2 separate regions of the Hordeum vulgare genome follow, and region 1 is linked to region 2. The links are chromatin contacts, called in public Hi-C maps. All regions are on one chromosome and are shown on one strand. The core of a region is the stretch at or near the end of the contact, and the rest is flanking DNA. Distances in the headings are between cores, read along the strand shown. Region 1 has its middle 110 kb from the start of LOC123427482. Region 2 holds the start of LOC123427480 (dof zinc finger protein 1-like).

What was found. Hi-C and Micro-C count contacts between places; a contact is called where the count stands out from the background.
Region 1: a contact with region 2 is called in a Hi-C map of leaf, with 2.7 times the contacts expected there. The contact joins the enhancer-like site here to the promoter of LOC123427480 in region 2. A contact is called at or near these places in 3 of 6 Hi-C or Micro-C datasets (leaf and seedling) and 1 of 1 datasets of contacts at active chromatin or transcription factors (embryo).

Annotation. Positions count from the first base shown.
Region 1 is chr2H:587,452,010-587,455,848 of MorexV3_pseudomolecules_assembly, forward strand. No RefSeq gene overlaps it. Among protein-coding and RNA genes, the nearest start is that of LOC123427482, 110 kb to the right of the region's middle. Within about 2 kb of position 1,697, at least 3 of the 3 cell types and tissues checked have open chromatin away from gene starts, as enhancers often do. A contact at or near this core is called in leaf and seedling, where this site is marked.
Region 2 is chr2H:587,286,508-587,290,608 of MorexV3_pseudomolecules_assembly, forward strand. LOC123427480 (dof zinc finger protein 1-like) reads right to left here and starts at 2,623. Exons shown (of 2, transcript XM_045111538.1): 1 at 2,301-2,623; 2 at 35-1,454. The coding sequence starts at 2,324. The coding sequence ends at 336. LOC123427481 (a long non-coding RNA gene) reads left to right here and starts at 2,413. Exons shown (of 2, transcript XR_006622402.1): 1 at 2,413-2,504; 2 at 2,619-3,186.

The sequences.
Region 1 (3,839 bases), core at 447-2,946, 160 kb after region 2:
TCCTCTGGCATATCCACAGTTTGGCAAGTGTATCATGTTTGCAAAGTAGCCGGCCAGCCCTCCACTTCCAGGTTGTATGTTTGCATATCATGACTGATGGATGGATACATTACAGCCATCTGAACCAATGAGGGACGAACAGTGTTGCATTCATATACGTACGTACGTACCTGTAGCCTAGCCTGGCCCCAGTGCGCTGCCTACCCTAATTATTTCCCGTAATGCAGCAGCTAATGGGCGTGCGCATCTGTATATCCGTGGGGACGGGATGAGCTAGTACACCAAGTTTGTTTACGCTTAAACGGGATTGCCTGATGATGATCTCGGATCTCACTGTACCAAACTGTGTCGATATTTTTTTTCTCCTTCACAATGCAAGATCCATGCATGCTAGCTACTCCCTCCGTTCCTAAATATAACACGTTTAAAATATTTTACTAGAAAATTACATACGGATGTATATATAAACATATTTTACAGTATAGATTCACTTATTTTGATCTGTATGTAGCTTTCTAGTGAAATCTTTAAAAACAGTGGTAGCTACCACCATGCATTGTTTATATTGTAATCTCTATTTAACACGTTTTTCCCAGATGATCCTGAGCTGTTTCATCATGACGGAGGACATTTGTAGAGTGCAACCTACTTGACTAACAGGTTGTTGGGTAACTAACTATCTTTAGAGCTATCTCGCAAAAAATAAAAACTATCTTTAGAACTCTTGGGTAGTGGGCAGCATGCAGGGGCAGGTGCAATATCAAAGGCCGACGTATATAAAACTTGGTGTGCTAGTGCTAGTGCTAGCATGGTCGAAAGATTTGGCGCGGGATCACTGAAATCCAGCACGCAGATCCAACACCAACGTCCGCCTAATTTGCCAGCCGATCCCATCGCGCGGGATAAGTGGCCAACTTTTTACGACAAGAAGTACGCCATGCATGTGTTGCATGCGGGCTCCAGATCACCTCCTTGTTCTTCTTCTTGTTCTTGGCCCCTTGCGCCTTGCGGGCAGACCACTATGCTGTGCCTGCATAGGGCAAACAGCTACTCAGGCTTATCATTGACCGATTCAAACAGAACAGGGAGACAGGAGTTCCAAGAATCGCACTGTAATACTCCCATATACTAGTATGTACGCACGTGCGATGCACGTTAACATAAGCGCTTTTGGTGAAAGAAAAACATCATTAGGCTATGCTGTAAATAGATTTGCAGAATAATACACTATATGTATGAATGCAACAAGGAATATTATCATTGTAAAAAAGAAATATTAGAGGAGTGTAATTCCTATTGATTGGTGATAGAGTTGTAATAAAAAACAAAGGAAAATAACCAGCAGGGTCCAGAATCATTAATTGTTTAATTTAAGTTTTTTTCTCTTTCTAGAACCATCTCAAGCCGCTCAGCATGTCCTCTACTGACCGCAGCATTGCCTGAGCGGCATGCACCTTTTTATAATGCGTTGGTTCTGGAATACATTGGAGGGAGCTGATTGGTACTGTTCATGCGAATTCCATTGCTTTGAACCGTTAGATTGAGGATACCAACGATCAGGATTCATGCTCTGGATCCATTCAAAATCGATACACTATATAATGGTATAGATATAGATAAATCAGTGGTTAAGACAGTAATAAGCAGAGTATGAAACGCCGAGAGGAGGTCCCCGTCTCATGTCAACTCCACGCGGCAACCAGACGTGGGCCGCACGCACGCAGCCGGATGGACGCTCCCGCTCGCAAGAATCCAACGCCCCTGATATATCCGTGATCCGCCGGGAATGGAATTCCACGATCCTCTCGGCTTCACGGGCAGGCAGGCCGACTGCAGCTTTCAATCAATCGAACCCCCATCCTAGTTTAATTTTAATAGCACGTCGCTCGCGACATCTCACAGAGCACCCTTTACAAGTGAAGTGATTATTAGTAGTAGAAAATCGGTCATCGGGCATGCCCGCTCACCACACACTTCGTCCTCTTCCTCCTCCCCGCTCTCGCTTTTGTTGGCCTTGTCTCTAGCTGCTTGGGGCGTTGCGATCCAGGAGAATATTTGGGGTCTCCCGTGGCAGCAACTTGCGGAATGATCGAACTGGGAACGGGACAACGGCGCGTTTTGTTCTCTTCCTGTCCCGATCCCGTTGGGACGTACCGACGTACGTATGCTGCTATAAAACTGGCGTTTGGTCACGCGTGACCGTCGAACCGCAGTCAAGCTGGTTTCATGAAGATGGGATACTCACAAGGCCGGTTCCGAACAAAAGATGTGGGAGCCGCCGTCGCCGTGGCATGGATTGATGATGCATCGGCCCATTTTTTGTTTGAATAAATAAGTGATCTGCTGAAGCAGTACGGGCGTGTTTGGTTAGTTGCATCGATTTTTTATTTTCTGATTTGCCACGCTTAGAAGAAACATCCTAAAAATCGTCACTCTACATAGTTTACTTGTCTGCATCTAGGCTAGATGCACGAGGAAACTAATTTTGATCCGGCGTTTGATTAATCGCGTTGCAGTAAACGCGGACAGGACATACTGTTTGATTGCAACCCGCACAAGGTGTTGTCATCATTTTTTACTAATGGAGACCTTACCACACACGATCTGAACATAGATTCATTCCTAACTACAAAACAAGTTACAATTCATTCTAGATATAATCAAATGGAGTACACATTATTAAGAGTCATATGGCAGAATAGGAAAAAGTTCATAATCGGTACTAACTAGATTGAAGTCCATCTTCTTCATCTTCATCTTCTTCTGTTGCTGCTTCTTCCACTTCCTCTGCTGATGCTCTTCATCTTCTTCTTCGGATCCTTGTCTTACCCCCATTATCTCACATTGTTTGTGCCCACTCCATCCTTTTGTTTATTTAGTTTTCGTTGTCAAATGCCTCCACACCATGGTCGCAGCTAACAACATCGCACGCGTCACATCTTCCTCGTCGGACACTAGTTCATCACAAGGCCATTGCATGATCCAGTTATGCAGAATGCGACAAGCAAGAAGAAGCTTAACCCGAGTGTGGAAAATGTGCATGGCTTCTGATATAGGATCTTAAACCTGTTCTTTAGAGCTCCAAAGACCCTCTCAATAGTAACTCTAAGGCTGGAGTGCCTGAGATTGAATAGCTTGTGTGGAGTCCTACGATAGTTCCTACCAGAGGAGTCGTTCAGATGGTGTTGGAGATATGCCCCAGAGGCAATCATGTGATGATTTCATTTCCTGTGTATTCATTAATATTTTGTATTGTCCTTGCGCATCATCGGTGATATGTACCAATAAGTATGTGACTTATTTGTGAGACTATATATGTATGATGATTGTTCTAATAGTCCCTAGTTGTTAAGGTTATGCGGACACATATCCTTTGCTAGTATACAATTCATGTGCATAGAGATGCTTGATGACCCATAAGCATGGGGGATCAATCGTAGTCCTTTCGATAAGTAAGAGTGTCGAACCCAACGAGGAGCAGAAGGGAATGACAAGTGGTTTTCAGCAAGGTAATTTATGAAAGCACTGAAATAGCGGTAACCAGTTGTTTGATAAAAAGATAATTTTAACAAGTAACGAGTAGCAATAGTAACAATAAGTGCAGCAAGGAAGCCCAATCCTTTTGTGGCAAAGGACAGGCCGTAACGGTTTCTTATAATAGGCAAAGCGTTCTTGAGGACACACGAGAATTTCATCTAGTCATTTTCGTCATGTCGGGTTGATTTGCGTTCGGTACTTTGATAATTTGATATGTGTGTGGACCAGTGCTTGGGTGATGTTCTTACTTGAACAAGCCTCCCACTTTTGATTAACCCTCCCGCAAGCATCCGCAGCTACGA
Region 2 (4,101 bases), core at 1,373-3,872:
CTCCAAGCCAGCCTAAAAAGAAGCTTCACACATATTAACAGATCAGCATAGTTTAAATGTCGTGTACTCTGATCTTATGTGTTAGAGCTAGCTAGCCCCCAAGTCGATAAGCAAACACAAATGAACAGCTTAGAACAGAAGGAAGAAGAAGAACACCAGAAAGAAAGAAAGAAAGAAAGATACTATCAAACACCATATCCACCAATGCCACCACCATCTTATTAAACCTTTGTGCCCTATCTCCAGTTGCAACTTGGAAGCGCATGCATGCACAGCCGACGCTCCGATCGCATGAGCCATGCATATGCATGGGCGCCACCGTGCGCATCGCCACGTTACCAGGTGCCGCCGCCGCCGATCATGCCGTTCCAGAACCCCGGCGTGTCGGGCTGCCCAACGGGGGTGCCATTGCCTTGTTGCTCCTTGTTTCCTTGCTCGAACTGATGCCCGCCGCCATCCGCGGCGCCGCCAGACCCACCACCGCTCTCACCGCCACCGGCGCCACCAGAGCTGGCCGTCGGCTTCAAGTCCTCGAACGCGAATAGCAACCTGCTCGCCCTATCTTGCATCCCTTGCATCGCGGCGCTGGAGCCGTACCCCGCCGAGGAAGCCCCTCCCACCGGACCGTGCGCGTCCAGAGAGAAGCCCATCAAGCTCTGGGACTGCGACTGCGGCGGCGGCGGCGGCGCGCGGAACTCTCCGAGCGAGAACCCCGCGGCGCCGTAGTCTCCGGGCATCTGCATCGGCATCTGCAGCGGCATATAGCAGCCGGTGCTCCGGAGAAGCTCCATCGCGGAGAGCGCACCACTGGCCCGGGCGCCATTGCCCGCCATACCGCCGCCGCCCGGGTTGCACATGCTGCTGCTCTCCAGGCTCGGGAACGCCATGTAGTCGGCCTGCGCCTGCATCCCGCCTTGGTGGTGCGGGAACGCGAGGTTCAGGTCGTGCGCGGCGCCCTCGTGCGCCAGCTTCGGGTTCTTGTTTGGCGCCGCCCCGAGCATGGACGAGTTCGCGGCGGACGCGGTCGCCGAGGCGGCCGCCGACGCGGACGCGGAAGACGACGACGACGACCTCTTGTTCTTGCGGGAGCCGCCGCCGACGGGGACGTTGCGCAGCGAGCCGCCCTCGGTCCAGTACCGGCGGCACGTCTTGCAGAAGTAGCGCGGCTGCTGGAGGCTGTAGTTATTGTAGTAGCAGAACTTGGTGTTGGTGGAGTTGCACCGCGGGCAGTTGATCGCCTTCTCCTTCTGCGGCCGCGGCCGCCGCTCCGTGCTACCCGCCCCAACTCCGGAGACTGCCACTGCCATGGCCGGCGGGGCACCTCTCATGGCGCCCGCAGCCCCAGGCGCCGACGACGGCGCCTGCGCCGGTGCATTCGGATTGGACCCTTGCACCTGGTTGGCGCTCGGTGCTCCCATCAGCATCTCCTCCATGGGCTTCACCAGCCCTAGCCCCTGAGGATACAGATACACGCATAGTGCAGCACTTGATCAATCACAAGTTGAGAATAGACGATGATCAACACAAGACACTACTACATGCCAAGCCAGCTAACACCTAGAGCAAGCAAGAACAAAGTGAAGAAAAACAGCATGCGGTGAGCATGCACTGGTAAGGGGGGAGGCTGTGGCCTGTGGGGGTGGGGGTGTCAAGAATCTCTACGGTGCAACTAAGAACCAAGCAAAAGGATACAAAGGGGAGATTAGAGGCAGCAGGAAAGGCAAAGGAAAAGGTGATAAGGGGAAGAAGAAGAAAAGATGAAAGAGAAACACACCACCACACAAAAACACAACTTTGCTTGTGCTGTTGTAGGGTTGTAGTACTGCCACACATCACCAGGACATGGCTGCTCCTCTCCTCTTTTGATGCAAGGCAAGGAGAGAGAAGAAAAGCTATGAGAAAGGAAGGGGGGAGGTGAGGTGAGGGGATAAAAAGGATGATGGTGAGGAAAGGGGGATTAGAAAGAGGGGAAAAGAAAGGTGATGGTGTGTGCTTTCATGGATCGGATCAAAAGGGGGAGGGCAGCAGAGGATTAAAGCCAGCCACCGGGGGCTCACCTTCACCTTAAAGCCTATGGAGAAGAGAGAGGGGGGTGCTGATTATGCTCCAGATGCATAGATCTACACAAAGCATAACATATAAAGGAAGAACAAGACCCAAGAGGATACCCACACACAGAGAGATCATGGTCTCATCAAAGAAAGCGCGCACACACCAAGAACCATGACACGGAGAGGAGGATGAACAGACAGCGGCAAGATCAAGGGGAACAAAAGCCAAACTCACACAAAGAGATTTACCTGGGGCCAGTGGGCTGCATCCATGCAAGGACCTTGGCTAACCGCCCAAACAATTCTTGCTCCGGAAATCTGATGAAGACGAGGAGGAAGACGACGGCCGGCAGGACGACGAAGAGGAGCTCCTCTCCTGCTGCTTGCTTGCTTCCGGTGGATTTCTTGAGCGGAGGGGAGAGAGCAGGAGGAGGAAGGCGCTGCGGTTGGCCAGTGAGTGGAATTGTCCCTCCTATGTCTGCAACCCACATACGTTTTGCTCAAATAGCTAGGCTAGTAGTGGATTCCCTCTTCTTTTTTTTTAATATTTCCATATGCCTCTCACAGCTGCCGGAAACTCGGCAAGGGGAGGGGGGCTGGAGCGCAGATCGATCGATGCGCGACTGCGAGGGGAGGAAGCGGATGGGGAGGTGGAGGTGGAGGAGGAGGGGCTGCGTTCTTGCTCGATCGGAGGCCGGGGGCTGTGGGAGTGGGCGGTCAACCGGCCGAGATTCCATCGACCATTGTAAGGGAAGGCACCGCACGACGCAGCACCAAGGGAGGAAGCCCTGAGAATGGCGGTTTGGTGGGGGCCAAGCGCTCGCACGTGCCGGCAACACGGCGTTCTAAATTCCCCGGCCGTCACTGTGTGGTGCAACCTTTACTTCTTTTCCTTTCTATTACGCGACAGTGCACCTGCCCCTTTGTTTTCAGTCTACAGGATAATTCGTTTCAACGCCGCAGCGACCGAACCACCCATGTTGCCGTCGGCCGTGGCTACAAATTTTGTATACATGTGCATAAGAATTCTACCTCAAGAAACAAATTGTACTCGACCATATGCCTGTGAAGATTTATATGGCCAATTAAGATAGACTCTGTATTATAATTAGGAATGAAAACTATAAATATGCCACAAAACATCCCACCGTCGAATTTACCACGTTAGCGAGCACGTGGGATGAAGTGTTGAGAGGTTTTCTGCACCAGCCTTGCCCGAACCTTAATTTTCCACCATCGGTCAAAATTAGACCGTGTTTGCTCATCATGACTTCTTTTGAATTTAGGTTTTCATAACTCTAGTTTTTTTTAGAATCAATGGAAGATGATATCATGAGATTCCAATTTTATGTTGTTTTCTTTTTCGCATGCCCACTCTTCCAAATCAAACTTGCATGCATTCCATACGAACAAACTTGGGCTAAAGTAGTGGACTTCAATAACCGAATCTCACTTAAGCTGCAACGTTGTTGTGCGATACAATTGTCCTTGTGCCCCCATGTGTTTGAGGCCTACGTACGACGATCCTTCATATTTAGGGAGGGAAATCTGCATTCCTTCTCTGGTCAGGTCATCCCACTAAGGCCCTGTTTGATAACAAAGTAGTAAAAAAACTAAAGTATTAAAAACTGCAGTAATTTTACGTGTAGATAAAAAATACCATGATTTTAATATAACAATATTTTTTGCAGTATTCACAATATAGAGAAACCGTTTGATTACGCCACATATTACTGTAAAATTTATCAGTTATATATTTTGCTACACTTTCATACCTTTTTACACATATTTGGACTAACCTACTAACTCAGTGCACCCAGTGCCAGTTTCTGTCTGTTGATGTCTTTTTTTGCAGGGACTTTTACCCCAATTTACCGAGTCCCAAAAATTCCGAGAAAAATATATAAAAATCAGCGTGACGGAAGCTTCGAGAGCACCAAAGGTGGGCCAGAGGGGAGCCAGGCGTCGCCCAGGCGGCCTCCCTACGCGGCCTACCCCCTGGCCGTGCCCACATGCCGCCTGGGTGGGGCCCACCTCCTCTGGTGCCCTA